Linked DNA regions of Mus musculus: regions 2 and 3 are each linked to region 1. The links are chromatin contacts, called in public HiChIP or PLAC-seq maps. All regions are on one chromosome and are shown on one strand. The core of a region is the stretch at or near the end of the contact, and the rest is flanking DNA. Distances in the headings are between cores, read along the strand shown. Region 1 has its middle 5.1 kb from the start of Gm39820. Region 2 has its middle 18 kb from the start of Gm51894. Region 3 overlaps Tcf7 (transcription factor 7, T cell specific).

Region 1 (4,909 bases), core at 1,650-4,149:
AGGAGGGCTGAGGGTAAGTGGTCACATGGTGCCTGCAGCCAGGTCTGTCCTGTATGCTTCCCTTCCCAGTTGTCCTCCAGGTCCAGCTCAGAACTCCACCTCTCAGCAAGAAAAGGCGGAACAGTACTGGCTGGTTGAAGGCCCTGTGGGTGCTACAGAGTTACAGTTTGAGCCTCTCCCTGATTGCCATGAGTGCCAGCCTGGCATGGGGCCCCAGGAGCTGCAACTTCCCTAGTCCAAAGGCCACTAACAGCCAGAGGCTGGGCGTATGCCTAGGGCTATGTGCTAGCCAGGATGAGGAAAGAGGCCGGAGGGAGGGAGAGCCCTAAAGCTTCAGGCATACACGAGGAGGCCTGAGACCTCTTCAGCTGCCAGCCAGGGCTGCCTGGTTTCCCTCACCTCAAAGGCTGCTGATGTGGGTAAGCCCCACAGAAGAGCCCATTCCCAGCTCCAGCGACCGTTCTCCTTTAGGCCTAGGACCTGCTCCCAACAGCCTGACAGGCTCCTGAAGGGGAAATACCCAGCTATTCCCGGGGCCTAAGCCTTCTCGGGGTGACATTGACAGGCAGGTAAGGGACACGGTTGGGCCAAGGGTCTTTCAGCCGGCCTGTAATCCACCATAGTCCTGGTCTAGGTAGGGCCGAGGGGAACCTGTGGGTCTTTGAGTGGCTGGAGGAAGATGCTGGGAGGGACTTGGTGGGGTCCCGAAAACAAAAGCCCACCCAGCAGTCAGGAGTTGTGGCGTCCGGATAGCTTTGCTACTGTGTGCACCCTGTGGCGAAGACATCCAAGCCCAGGTGGGAAGTCTGGCAGAAAAGCGTTTAGGATCTGGGTGAGGGGCCAGATTCAAGGCTCTAAGGCCAGACTGGACATGGCACTCTATGAGACTGCAAGGAACAGTGTGAAGGACGCCCCACCTGAGCCCTGGGCAGTACATGAGGTGGGCCCTACACCAGAGGTGGCACCCACACAGTGATGTCAGTGTCTGAGGATTCCCTGAGAAGACAGGTTGCCAACTGTCTTAGGTATCGTTCTATTGCTGTGAAGGAAGAGACGCCATGATCACAGCAACTCTGATAAAGGAAATCATTTAATTGGTTCTGGCTTACAGTTCCTGAGGTTTAGTCCATTATTGTCATGGTAGGAAGCATGGCAGCCTGCAGGCAGACATAAATGGTGCTAGAGAAGGAGCTAAGAGTTCTACACCTGGATTGGCAGGCATCAGGAAGAGCAAGTGAGCCAACTAAGTCTGGCTTCTGAGACCTCACGGGCCCACCCCCTCCTGATAAACGTCCTTCAACAAAGCCACACCCACTCCAGCAAGGCCACACCTCCTAACAGCGCCACTTCCTATGGGCCTATGAGGCCATTCCTAGTTGCCAAGCCAGATATGATAATGAGTACCAGAAGGCTGAGGTCGGAGGATGGGCAGTATGAGGCCAGCCTGGGACACATCTGGCCCTGAGCTCTGTCCCTTCTGAGCCTTTGCTCACTGCTCTTGCTCAATTGTGTCCCACCCTACAAGAGGATGTACTGAAGTCCTAATCACTGGTACCTGCAAGGTGACCCTACGTGGAAGCCAATTTAATACAGTTAAATTAGATCATTAGAGTAGATGGGCCCCTATGTAGTATGACTGGCATCTTTATAAAAACAGGAAAATTGAAAGCTGAGTGTAGCGGTACAGTGCACCTGTTATGCCAGCACTCAGAAGTCTGAGGCAGGAGAATTGTAAGTTTAAAGGTAACCTGGGTTATACAGTATACATAGTAAGTTCAAGGCTAGCCTGGGTTACAAATGAAATACAGTTCACTGGGCGGGGGGTGGGGGGGGAAGAAGTTTTGGGGGAGGGGGAGGGGGAGGGGTAAGGAGGTGAAGAGAGAGAAAGGAGAGCATGAGGTGAGAGAAAGGGGAAGGAAGAGATGAGGAGGGGAGAAAGAAAGGCATGGAAAAATTGAGTATGAGGGAGGATGATTTGGGTAATACACAGAAGAAGAGGAGGGAGAAGAGGAGGAGGAGGAGGAAACAGCATGTGAAGACACAGAGACACATAAGCAGGCACAGAGGAGACAGCGTGTGGTGGTGAAGGCAGAAACCACAGAGATGTGGCCACAGGCCAGAGAATGCTTGAAGCAACCAGAAGCTGGAAGAGCCAGAAGCACCCTCCCCTGAGGAAGGCATTAGAAGGAAGAGGTCTTGTCAACACTGATTTCTGGCTTCCAGATTCCAGAGAATAAATTTCTGTGACTAACTCTTCCTTTTGTTGGTTCTTCATGGCATCTGCCTTATGAAGGTAACATACCCAAGCTGCCTCTGCCTCCCGCAGTGAACCCCTACCCTGCCCTTTGGCAGGTTCTCTTACTGACCATCCCCACCTGCCCCACACATCCTCCCCTATGCACCCCAACTCTGAGCCCCTCCTGCTCAGTAAGTCTGTAGACTTGGTGGGTATATTGGTCTCATTGAGACTGCAGGCCCTTGGAGGGCAGGCTCTGACCTGCAGTAAGATGTGTGAGTGATACTCAGCACACAGTAGGTGGATAAATACCCCCACAGTAGGTGGGTAGTGAGCCCTGTGAGTCCACTGTAAGCACCATCTACATGGGCAGAGCCTGCTCAAGCGTGGGTTAGGGACACAACAGTCTCTTCAGAGGGCTTCTGGCACCATCTACACAAGCCATCCTCAGCTCTTCCACTCCCGGGTTCCCTCCTGGACCTGTGTGACTCTGAGGAACTTGGGGAATTCCTAACCTCCCCTTTCAACTGAGCCCTTGGCTCTTGGAGTTAGCCACAACCTAACTACTCAGGTCCCTCCAACAAGGGGACTGTGTCTGTGGCTGGATGACTCATGCACACTGCTCCATCCCGCAATCTTGGGCGGGACTTGGGCTGGGGAGGATGCCAGCCAGCTCAGGCTAGGAGCTTGCATCCTGTTGCCCCAACCCAGCCCTACCAGAACAGAGTGTACTCAGAGCTCCAGGACAAAAATCTGGAAACAGAGAGCCGGCTCTCATTTGGACCGAGATCTGAGTGATGAAAAGAGCAGGCAGAGGAAACAGCAAGTTCAAAGTTCCTGAGGTGGGAATGCGCTTGACACAACGGAGACCTGAGAAGAACACAGCAAAGGCCGTGTTACATCTGTCTGTGACTCCAGCCCCCAAGGATCTGGTCAGGACAGACATAGGAGGACTCACCTGGATAATCCAGAGCCATGGCCCATCACAAGCTCCTTCTTTTTTTTTTTTTTTCTTTTTTTTTTTCTTTTTTTTTTTTTTTGCCCCAAGACAGGGTTTCTCTGTGTAGCCCTGGCTGTCTTGGAACTCACTCTGTAGACCAAACTGGCCTGTGAACTCACAGAGATCCTCCTGCCTCTGCCTCCCGAGTACAAGGGTTAAAAGCCTGAGCCACTACCACTGCCCAGCCTAACTAAGCTCCTTAACTTTTTAAGAGTTATTTTTCTTTCTTATGTATGTGTATATGGGGGAGGGGATGCACAAGGGCATGGGGGGGGGGGGGTCCCTGCAGAAGTCAGAAGAGGGTGCCAGATCCCTGGGAGCTGGAATTAAAGTCAGTCATGAAACATCCAAGATGGACACTGGGAACTGAACTTGGGTCCTCTGCGAGAGGAGTAATGGTCTTAACTGCTGAGCCATCTCTAGGCCCAATGTCTGGTTTTGTTTTGTTTTGTTTTGTTTTGTTTTGTTTTGTTTTGTATTTGGGGGTTTTTGTTTGTCTGTTTGGTTGGTTTGTTTGGTTTTTCTTGAGACAGGGTTTCTCTGTATAGCCCTGGCTGTCCTGGAACTCACTCTATAGACTAGGCTGGCCTCGAACTCAGAAATCCTCCTGCCTCTGCCTCCCAAGTGCTGAGATTAAAGGCCCGTGCCACCACTGCCCGACGCCAATGTCTGTATTTTATTCATCTCTGCAGAATCTCTTTTGTCTCCTAACGGAACATCATCCCAGATTCTGGGAAGTACACTGAAGACAATGGGGTGGGTGTTGTTTCTCTCCTATGCCCTTTACATCCTCCCTACCTATTCAGATGTAACCATGATCTACCAGCTCATCACAGGCCACAGCTTAAACCTCCCTCCCCTTTGTCACATCTCCACCATCAACCACACCCTTCCATCTTTCTCTTCATCTGACACATATCTTCCAACCCTTCAGTCATCTAATAAGCAGACTTTAAAAGGTCAGTTGAGGGGCTGGAGAGACAGCTCCGTGGTTAAGAGCCCTAGCTGCTCTTGCAGAGACCCTGTTTTCCGTTCCCGGGAGCCATGTGGTGGCTCACACCCATTCATAACTCCAGTTCAAGGGATCCAATGTCATCTCCAGATCTCCTTAAGCACCAGGGACTCCTGTGGTTCACACAGAATCACAACCCTTGTGCATGTCAAATAAAAATTAAATCTTTTTAAAAGTGCCTTTACCTCTTGGACCTCAGGGTCCCTTGACACACTGTCATTGTCAGCCCATGCGTGCATTTAACTTCGTCACCTTCATAAGGACTCTTTCCTTCTTACTTGTTTGGTGACATGTGGGTCTTGCTACATAAGCCGTGCTGACCTCAAACTCACACATTTGAGGAGCCACCCTGCCTCAACCTCCCAAGCTCTGGGATTAGAGAGATGCCCCACCAACCCTGCGGGGACCATTCTTCTCTAGACTCACTCCAGGCTGCTCTAGCTGCGTCTTACTTACTATGCATAAATAATGCAGACTCTCTGGAACTGGATGTTGATTTTAGATTAAAAACGTGGGTTTAAAACGTATATCTGCTAGGCAAGCACCGTGTGCATCAAATCACAAAGCCTCAAGTTAGATGGAAATTATTTTTAGGTTGTCTGGGAAAATAGCTCAAAAGACGGAGACTCCAGAGACATGGCCTTAGGCTTGTGTGGGCATG
Region 2 (4,909 bases), core at 797-3,296, 470 kb before region 1:
CAGGTGGCGCTAGAAGATGACCAAAGAGAAGGGATTTCTTCTTCCTGGTGCCCAAACGGTAAGAGAGAGGGTGAACCTGGGAGTCCTCACTAGCCTCTGGCCACTGAGGTGGGTTGTTTGTTTGTTTAGCTTTTTAAGAATTTTATAACTACTATGGGGGGGGGAGGGGAGGAGAGGGAGAGGGAGGGGAGGAGGAGGGGGCATGGAGAACTCCTGCGGAAGACGGAGGAATTTCTAAAGTCAATTTTCCCCTCCCACCTTTGCATGGTTTGGGGGGATGGAACACGGGTCACCAGGCTTGTGGGACAAGCCCCTTTTCTTGCTGACATCCCGTCATCCTATTTGGCTTTTTATGAGTTAGTGTCTCGTGTATTGCACGCTGACCTCCTGATTTTGAATTCCTGATCCGACTGCCTCTATCTCCCAAGTTTTGGGATTACAGCTGTGCACCATAGACACCTGGTTGGCTCCACTTGTGACTTTTTGCTTTTGTTTTTGTTTTTGTTTTTGTTTTTTGAAACAGTGTTTCTCTGGGTAGTCCTAGCTGTCCTGGGACTCACTCTGTAGACCAGGCTGGCCTCCAACTCACAGAGAAGCACCTGCCTCTGCCTCTACCTCCCAAGTGTTGGGATTACAGGTGTACGCCCCCACTCGCTGTTCACTCGTGGCTTTACCAAGATGTCCACTCAGGGGTGTTTTCAATTCTGCTCCTGTGGAATCAGTGGGGTGGGCGGATGTGCTGCAGAGCCCCCTCCTCCCAAAGCACCTGCCCACACACCTACGACAGCCAGGGGGAAAGCAAATGGTGTCATCACAGCCCTTCCAGTGCCAGGGGAACCCCCAAAAAGGCCCAGGTTGGGCTCTCCATATTATCTTTTGCTCATCAATGAGATGTCTTCTCTGACGGCAGCACCCAGAGTTCACTATGACATCTCCAAAGTGAGAAATGGGTCCTCAGGAGGCTTCTGCCTGCTTTACTTTAACTGGCCAAGGACTCAGCAGGGAGGCCTGGGAGCCTCTCTATATAATGTGCAAAACAAGGCTGTGTATCTTGCCCAAACGAGCTATGTCTCTTTCACAATAAGAATTAAGGACACACACACACACACACACACACACACACACACACACACACACGCCAAAACACTGACTTGAGCTGAGCATGAACCATTGGGCAGACTTATGCCTAACACTAATACTGGGGAGGCTGAGGCAGGAGGATCCCCATGAGTTCAAGGCCACCCTGGGCTACGTGTAAGACCTATGGTAAAACTAACAAATGGCTGGAGATGCAGCTGTTGGTAGAGTGTTTGCCTAACACGCACAAAGCTCTGGGTTCAAACCCCAGTGCTGTTTACCAGGGTGTGGTGGTCCACGCCAGTGTTGCCAGCACTTGGGAGGTGGGAACGGAACGATCAGACTGTATAGTTCATCTTTGGCTACACAGTGAGATTCAGGCTAATCCTGGTTCCTTGAGACCTCGCCTCAAAAAACAAATCCCTCAGGGGCTGGCTGCCATCCGGATTGCCACATGGGCAAGAAGGGAAGAGGTTAAAGCACTTTGGAGGAACAGCCACAGACCCCAAAAGGGCACAGCCATAAAACCTGGGTCCTAGGTACTGTGGGGGCCTCTGCAGAGTATCGGAAAGAAGCAGGAAGCCGGCCTCAGGCCTGACAGTGTGTCCCCAGTGGCCCCAGGTTCCCGCAGCTGGGGTCAGGGCTGAGCCTGGTAGCCTGGAAACTGAATTTCAGAGAAAGACAAGCTTTGCTTGATCACCTGGCAAAGGATCTCTGAGTCTTGCCTAGGACCCCAGCCGGCTGCCTTCCCCATGTGGTCCTATCCTGGAGCCCCATAAGGACCCCCACCCAGGTCAGAGCATCCTGGGGGGGTCATTCCCTGAGGATTAGGGCCCACCCAGGGTGACCTTGCCAAACAGTGCTCTGGAGCTAGGCACCACCCCCCCCCCCAAGGCCACCACACACCCCTCAGCCACCACCCTTGGAGTTCCTGAGGTGACCCATTTCCCTCTCTCTTCTGCAGCTTCAAAACAAACCAAAACACAGACCAACATCCTTTGTTTGTTTGGAGGATCAGAGCCGGGGAGAGCGCTCTGTGGGTTTTCACTTGAAAACAAGGTTGTTTGAGTGGGGAGCAGAAACCCAAGGCAAAGGACAGAGTCTCTTGTGGCCACGTGCTTTCTGGATGAGTCAGGGCAGGGCGGGGGAGGGGGACACTCAGCAGCAAGGCTGTCTGCTCACCGCTTTGAGGGGCCGGAGCCATGGCCACCGCCACTCACGCTGGGTAGCGTTTCTTTGAGGATAACTAGGCCCAGGTAGGGCCAGGCTTCTCATTCAGTGGCTCCAGAATTCCTTACATGGGTGGGAATGGATTAAGTTGATGCAAGCCCCTAGTGCAAATTTATCTCCATCCCTTAGTTCACAGGCCCAGGCTAGATGTCCTGCCCCAAGGGACAGGCTTGGCCCATCTAGCACGGGCTGTCTCCAGGGTGTGCAGTCAGGTCCTGTCCAACTGACCTGTTGGATCTGAGCTTCCTGGTGAAACTGGAATCTCTGAAATGCCTGCCTTCAGGAGAGGGTACGCGGTAGAGCAGAGACTAGCATACCCTTTGGGCGCCTGTGGTCTCCACACAGAGTGTGTGGGTGTAGGAGACAGGCTGATGGGGACTGCCTCTCGGCAGCCTTCACGGGCACCTGTGAGTGGCAGTCTGAAGGGTGGTGGCCGGCAGACAGCCTATAGAGTGATATTCCAAAGCCTGAACCATTGTAGCTCCCGGCTGATTCCTGGTCTCGCCTGATAGTTTTAGATGCACCATCTTATTTGTTCTTCACAGGCAGTTATGCTAGAGTGGATGAGGCCGCCGGGGTTCAGAAAGGCAGAGCAACTACTCAAGGACACACAACAAGCCAGACTAGGAGCAGCTCAGCTTTGGACCACACCAGGGCCAGGAACTAACTCACTCAGAGCAGGATTCAATTGCCTGGTGGGAGGTGACTATAGAATGAGGACTTTCGCTGCCAACAGCTCCTCATTCTCATTCTGATGGCGCACTCATGATGGGGATGGGTAGGCTTTTGTTAAAGGCCACCATTTTTTAGTCCTTAGGAACTGAGCAAAGCAGTGGCTCCCAATCTCATCCAATCCTCCCTGCATCCCCAGAGGGAGGTATCTTCATTAGCCCATTTCAGAGATGATAATGCTGAAGCAGGGGTCTGCAAGATGGCTCAGCGGCTAAAGGCGATTGCTGCCCAGGTCTGGTGACTGAAGTTTGGTCCCCGAGATCATAAAAAGTGGAAGGAGAGAACCAACTCCACAGAGCTGTCCTCTGACCTCCGCACATGTCCCCATAGTAGGCGTGCTTCCTAACACAATAATAACGTGTAAGATAAAATAAGAAAGAAAAAGCTGAGCAGACGGTGCCTTTCTAAAGCACTGCACGGCAGGCGCTCTTCTGGATCCCACCCAGTCTCCCCTTCCCTCCTGGGGGTCTGCTCTAGGATCAACTTGAGTTGCACTTTGGAACCTAAGCTTCAAGGTCACCCCCTCTTGCTGGCGGGACATCTGCACGGGAACTCTGTTCCTTCCCACCCTTGCTCAGCTTACATGGCACAGGTGTGCGCCAACGGCCCCCACCAACGGCAGCCAACATCCGGGTGTCTGCTCCCCACCAGTGAAAGACCTGAGCCATATTTCTTGCCTGCGTCCCCAGCTGCTGGGCCCACAGGAAAGCCCCCGGGGTGTCCTTGAACTCACAAAGCTTTGCCCAGCTAGCTGCCATCTTAGCTCCTACAATGCACATCTGTCTTCCACAGACCGTAGCTCCGTGGCACATGAGGTGTGCGCGGCTGTGTACATCTCTGTGTACACATCTCTCTGTGCACCTGTATGTGAAGCTATATGTGTATATGTGATCTGTGCAGGTTGTGTGTGCACCTCGTTACCCGTGTGTGTTTTCACTGTATGCACGCCATGTGTGAGCTCTGCTGGTCTGTGTGTTTGTAGAAGTAACTGGTACCCACACTGTGCACCCATCACTGGCCCTTCTGTCCACCCAGTCAACACTGCCTCCCGGTGTCATTTTGAGGGTTAGCACACAGAAGAGACCAGCCCCACACATGGCTGACTCCTTGTAAGCTCATCTTCCTTGGAGACACCCTCAGCCTACTCTAGACAGATGGCAGGGCCCAGACTGAAGCATTTGGTGAATGAACTGCTGCTAGGACCAAAGGGTCCAGCAACTCCCAACAGAATGAACTCTGCACAGCCCTGTGCCTTGACGTCTTCAGTCAGATCATGGGCTGAACTTCCACGAAGCCCACAATGAATAAAGTTACAGGTTCCAACCAGCAAAATGGCACATCACATAAAGGCACGTGCCACGGAGCCTGACAACCAGATCCTCATGGTAGAAGGCGAGAACAGATTTCTGGAGGTTGTCTTCTGACCTCCACATGTGCACCATGTGCTATCCTCACCAAATGCATATGCTTTCGTGCATGCATGTGTGCGTGTGTGCGTGCGTGTGTGCATGCATGCATGTGTATGTGTGTGTGAGTGTGCACATGCATGTCTGTCCTAGGGTGTTGGCTTCACATCCCAATGTAACAGACAGACAGGAGTACACCCCTCACCACCTAGAGGACTGAGGTCCTAGCCAAGGCACCAATAGAGCAGTGGCTTTTCAGCGGCTCTCTTCAGTGGCTGTGCCTCTCTCTCCAGCAGCCATGGCTCTCTTTTCTGTGGCCTTGCCTTTTTTCACTGCTGGCCTCTGCTGTCATTCCTTGGCTCCTGACGTGATCCCAGTCCCCACGCCAGCACATCTCCAGCCAGGCTCAGCTTCTGCTGTGATTCCAGCAATGTCACTGAGCCTGCTTGGGGAATGGCCTCTCT
Region 3 (4,909 bases), core at 1,437-3,936, 390 kb before region 1:
AATAAGGCTTTCCCCCCAAAACCAGGAAACACAGGTAGGCAGTACAGGCCCATCATCCCCAGGACCCCCAACTGCTACACACACACACACACACACACACACACACAGAGAGAGAGAGAGAGAGAGAGAGAGAGAGAGAGAGAGAGAGAGAGAAAGAAGGCAGGAGTCACACACAAACAAACACTGTAGGCAGGAGTTGTAAGCTGAGCTGGTTTTCTGAGGCGTCTTCAGGCCAGCCGGAGCTGCACTGTACCCTGGGGCTCAGGAGGCAAAGCTGGGCTTGGGGGCTTTAGGCAGTATGAGGGGTGCAGTGCGGTGAGGTCCGAGTTGCCACCAGGCTGCTTGCTACCTGCCACTGTCTTGGAATCTGTGAGGATGAAAAAGACCTTAAAGATTGTCAGGAAGCTTCCTGTCATAAAGGGCCTTAGCAGGTGCTCCTCAAAATTAGGACAAAGCTTGGTTTAAGACTGATAGGTGGGAGCCAGGCGGTGGTGGTTCACGCCTTTAGTCCCAGCACTAGGCAGAGGCAGGCGGATTTCTGAGTTCAAGGCCAGCCTGGTCTTACAGAGTGAGTTTCAGGACAGCCAGGACTATACAGAGAGACCCTGTCTTGAAAAACAAACAAACAAAAGACTGATAGGTGGGCAGGTTGTCACTCGATCCCAGGAGTTGAGAGAGGCTGCCCAGGATCTTGGCGTGCCAGGACCAGGAAATGGTCAGCACGCCTGGAGCTTCCAGGCTCCCTTCACACCATCGTATACCTCAAAACTTAACCAGTGGGACTCCTGGACACTGTAGGTGATGCTGTCGCTAGGGAGCTGGGGGTGGTCACACAGCTCTCACCAGGTAAGGAGACAGCCAGGGTGGCTTTAAGCAGTGGTGTGATCTCTGTGTCTGCTGGAACCTGGCTAGAATGCAGCTCTCTGCTCTAAAATGGCTCAGTGCTCCAGGTGAGAGTGGTGGCTCAGCCTGGTTGAGAAGGAGATAGGAAGTGGTTAGAGTTTAGACTTTGAAGGCGGACCATTAGAATCCGCTGAGAAACTGGACATGGCGTCAATGTCAGGAACCACTTGAATGTTGTCTGCTCTGAACTGTCGTTCAATTAATGGAAGAATGGAGCTGCCGGTAACTGAGGAAGTCCACAGCACACCGCAGAGTCGAAGGCTGTGATTTGAGGAAGGATACAGCTCAGTAGTAGAACACTTATGTGAGTGTCCAGCTTGGAGACATTTTAGGCCTGGAGTTGAGTAGGTATTTGGAGAGTAGAGTTCCTGGCAAAATGTGGTGTCAGGTAAGCATTGTAATATGTAATACACACCTTTAATTCTGGCACTCAAGGGGCAGAAACAGGCAGATCTCTGTTGGAGGCTCACCTGATTTTGATCTACAGAGTGACTTTCAGGACAGCCAGGGTTACATAGAAAGCAGCAGTCTCAGAAAAAAAGAAAAGAGAGTGTGGGGTCAGGAGATAGATACTGTTCTCTTTCTTGTTCAGATTGTATTTGTAATTGTGTGTGTGTGTGTGTGTGTGTGTGTGTGTTGTGGAGGCTGTCACATTTCCTGCAGCTCTAGTTACAGGCTGACATGTGCGTATAACCAGCCTCCAGCCTGAAGATGTTACAGCTGTACCCATGTGGATGGGAGAATCGACTCCAGGACTAAAGGAAGAGTGGCCTCTAAGGCTGGAGGGAAGTGAAGCAATTGGGTATTCTGAAAGTCATGTGACGGAACCTGGTTTCAAGGAAGAGAGGAGGAATCCGTTTCTTACGAGAGCACAGGGTTGGGGACATGGTGACTGACCTTGGCATTTTGGAAGTCATTGAGGATGCTAACAGGTCTTTTTGGGGCAAGAGACAGGCTAGGCCGAGGGGAGACTGAGAGCTGAGATCTGGAGTCACTGAACGAGGCTGGACCTACTAAGGGTTCTGTGGAGGGAAGAGTCATGAGGTGGTAGGTGGGAGACAGATCACAGACAGAGAGACAACAGCCTGTTTGTGCACTAGTGGCATGTGCCTGACATGTGTCCATGCATCTCACAGTTAGTCTCTCCTCCCATAGTGGACAGACATACTATGTAGCTCTGGATGCTGCTGGCTTGGAACTATGCAGACCAAGCTGGCCTTGAATTCAGAGATGCACTTGCCTCTGCCTCCTGAGCCTGGGATTTAAGGGGAGCACCAACATGTCCAGCTTCAGACGTCAACTCTTGTTATTTAAGACGTGGTGGCCTGAGATAGCCCAAGACTTGAGGGGAAGGTGCAGCTGCCTGCTGGAGGTAGGAATGCAGGGAACGATGGTAGGCCGGGATGTCTGTGGTCTACTAGAGCTGTGCCCAGCTAGAGGCCTCATGCCCACCCAGCTCTCCCTCTGGCTTTACCCCGGAGCCGCAGTAGCCTGGATCTGTGCTAGGCCATTGCCTTCCAGAAGACACCCGCAATCTGAGGGTTGTTCCGCGAAATGCCTGCAGCCAACTCGTCTGCTTTATTTCTCCTAGGCGTCCTCTTTACTGTCTTGTTCCAAGATGTCTCATTTCTTCCCTTTTTGCCGTGGTGAGCAGTCACTCAGTCCTGTGTGCTCTCAGCCAACAGCGTTTCAACAGACAAGTTTGTCTGGGTGGAAGCTGAGCCCCTGTTGTAGATATCCACAGACCTCTGGCCTGCAAGGGCATGCACACCAGGCCTGGCAGCGACTCCTTGTGGCTGAGCTGGGAGCTCTCTCGGCCTGCTGAGTCATCTCTTGACATAGAACCATTTGACTGTGAAAAGTAAGAGTCTTGCAGTGCTAAGGAAACCAGAAGAATGATATCTGGACAGACTGTCCCTGGAGGGAGCCAGGTACCTCCTGACCTCACCCAAGTCAGGGGTCAAAGAAGGTTCCTGCTCCGAGCCACACATGCTGTGGGAGCTCAGGTGGGACAGTCTGGGAGCTGTGGAAGGAAAAGGCTGCAGACAGCCATTGGGCTTCCTAGAAAGGAGGTGAGGGAGGGCTTCCAGACAGGAGAGACACCCAGTGGGACTGCATAGTCAATCTGCAAGATTGGGAGGCAGGAAAACAGTGCCACAGGACACGAGGAGTATAGAGTGCCCTCTTCCCATAAGCTTGTGATGTTTGGCTGCTAGGATGACCACAGAGCTTCCTGAAGTTCTGCATGCCCCTACCTTTGCATCCCCCTGCCCCAGAACACTCCATGTTCACCAGACTTCTGGTCATTTTCCAGCATAACAAGCCCGGCCAGCCTCCACATGGCGTCCCCCAGCTTTCTCCACTCTACGAACATTTCAGCAGTCCACACCCCACCCCTGCACCAGCGGACATCAGCCAGAAGCAAGGTATGGGCCAAGGATGGGAGAATGCCATTGAGGTGGGAACTTAGGGTCCAAGCTCCTGGCTTCTGAAGCCACATAGGCTGGCCTGCATTTTATAACAGACAAAGCTGGGACTTTGCAAACCCAGTGCCCAAGGAAAAGGTCAGAAAGGTACCAGGTGGAGAAGGCAGAGCCAAGAGGATTGGAAGTTTGAAGCCAGCCTGGGCTACACAAGAGTTCCAGACAAGCCTGGGCTACAAAACAAGATCCTGCCCTGGAGGGTTTTTTTAAAAAGTCAGAAAGGCACAAGCCTGAGGGCAGAGGAGGAAGAACCAATCAGAACGTGAGGCTGCTGGCTCTGCACTGCTGCAGCTGTAAACCTCATGGCCTTTCCCCCTAGTGAGAAAATGGAAAGTGGTGGTGGTGATGGCTGATTCACCTCAGCCTCAGCCAAAGTCATTCTGAAATCCACCATTATCAGCTGTGGGAAACCTGCTGACTCAACCCTGGGGCTGGGTGGAACCCTGCCTCCTCAGGTCAGGTTCTTCTAGGCTAGGGGCTGCCTTCTACCCAAAGAGCCAGGCAAGAGTCCTAAGCAGAGGCTCCCGAGGCCGAACAGCAGTGCATCAGGAGCCAGTGAGGCTTGACCGCTCAGTCCTTCCTTCCGAAGCTTTGCCTCTGTCCAGGCAGTGTCCTAAGGCAAGTCACTCAGCACCTCTGTCCTTGCTTTCTTTGTTTGTCAGAAGGGCATTGTTTCTACCCTAGGGTGGTTCTAAACAAACCAGCTGATATCTGGGCCTCTAGTAAAAGGAAGCGGGGGACATTAGAGGCCTCTATAGAAGGTGCAGATAGTCACTATTCCAACCTCCCACCCAGGTCAGGGTAACGTGCTTACTTTGCCCCTTTCCACTACAGGAGTTCACAGGCCGCTGCAGACCCCCGATCTCTCTGGATTTTATTCTCTGACCTCAGGCAGCATGGGACAGCTCCCCCATACTGTGAGCTGGTAAGTGTGGGCCCAGAGAAAAAGGGGCACTGTACCTGCCCTTCCGTGCTCCTCCTCTACCCAGCTCGTTGAGACCCGAGCTGCCAGCTCTGTGGCCAGCAGCTTTTGCCTTACCTAGCTCTGAGCTAGCCAGCGATCCTTGCGACTGTGAGCATTCCCCTGGGAGCTTGACATACTTCCTTTAGGGAGGTAGGAATGCTGGCTGCTGGTCTCAGCCCTATGCAGTTAATTCTCCAGGTGAGGAGGCTCAGCTGGACCTGTGCAGGGTGGGAGTGTAAACCACCACCAACGGAGAGGCTCCTGCTGCTCACAGCTGCCTGCTAGGCAGGCAGGTAACTCCCTGGTGTCCTGTGTGTTGCCAGTCCGTCCCAGCCTTGGTGGAGCTCTATGAAGAATGGTCCTTCCTGGTCTCTGGTGCTTGCTTGAGCCATACTTGTGACCAACCTACTGGAAGGGTCTACTAAGGCTGGACCAGGCCTATTGGCCAGAGTCTGTTCTCAGCTGGAATTGGGTCTCAACAGGCCACTGGCCTGCCTTTTGCTCACTGGCCACAGTGTGTCCTGAGCAGGTCTCTAACCAGCAGCAGGAAAGACGGTCT

Evidence for each region. HiChIP or PLAC-seq counts read pairs in DNA pulled down with a chosen protein or histone mark.
Region 2: a contact with region 1 is called in an HNF4G HiChIP or PLAC-seq map of pancreatic cancer cells. The contact joins two enhancer-like sites. A contact is called at or near these places in 1 of 15 datasets of contacts at CTCF or cohesin (the NIH/3T3 cell line), 1 of 484 Hi-C or Micro-C datasets (Sertoli cells) and 3 of 115 datasets of contacts at active chromatin or transcription factors (embryonic stem cells and pancreatic cancer cells).
Region 3: an HNF4G HiChIP or PLAC-seq map of pancreatic cancer cells shows a contact between it and region 1. The contact joins two enhancer-like sites. A contact is called at or near these places in 1 of 115 datasets of contacts at active chromatin or transcription factors (pancreatic cancer cells) and 1 of 9 other capture datasets (pancreatic islet).

What each region holds. Positions count from the first base shown.
Region 1 is chr11:51,872,436-51,877,344 of GRCm38.p6, reverse strand. No RefSeq gene overlaps it. Among named protein-coding and RNA genes, the nearest start is that of Gm39820, 5.1 kb to the right of the region's middle. Within about 2 kb of position 2,899, at least 205 of the 459 cell types and tissues checked have an H3K27ac peak or open chromatin away from gene starts, as enhancers often do. A contact at or near this core is called in pancreatic cancer cells, where this site is marked.
Region 2 is chr11:52,338,453-52,343,361 of GRCm38.p6, reverse strand. No RefSeq gene overlaps it. Among named protein-coding and RNA genes, the nearest start is that of Gm51894, 18 kb to the left of the region's middle. Within about 2 kb of position 2,046, at least 73 of the 459 cell types and tissues checked have an H3K27ac peak or open chromatin away from gene starts, as enhancers often do. A contact at or near this core is called in pancreatic cancer cells, where this site is marked.
Region 3 is chr11:52,259,933-52,264,841 of GRCm38.p6, reverse strand. Tcf7 (transcription factor 7, T cell specific) reads left to right here. Exons shown (of 11, transcript NM_001313981.1): 4 at 3,218-3,329; 5 at 4,221-4,311. Among named protein-coding and RNA genes, the nearest start is that of Tcf7, 21 kb to the left of the region's middle. Within about 2 kb of position 2,686, at least 60 of the 459 cell types and tissues checked have an H3K27ac peak or open chromatin away from gene starts, as enhancers often do. A contact at or near this core is called in pancreatic cancer cells, where this site is marked.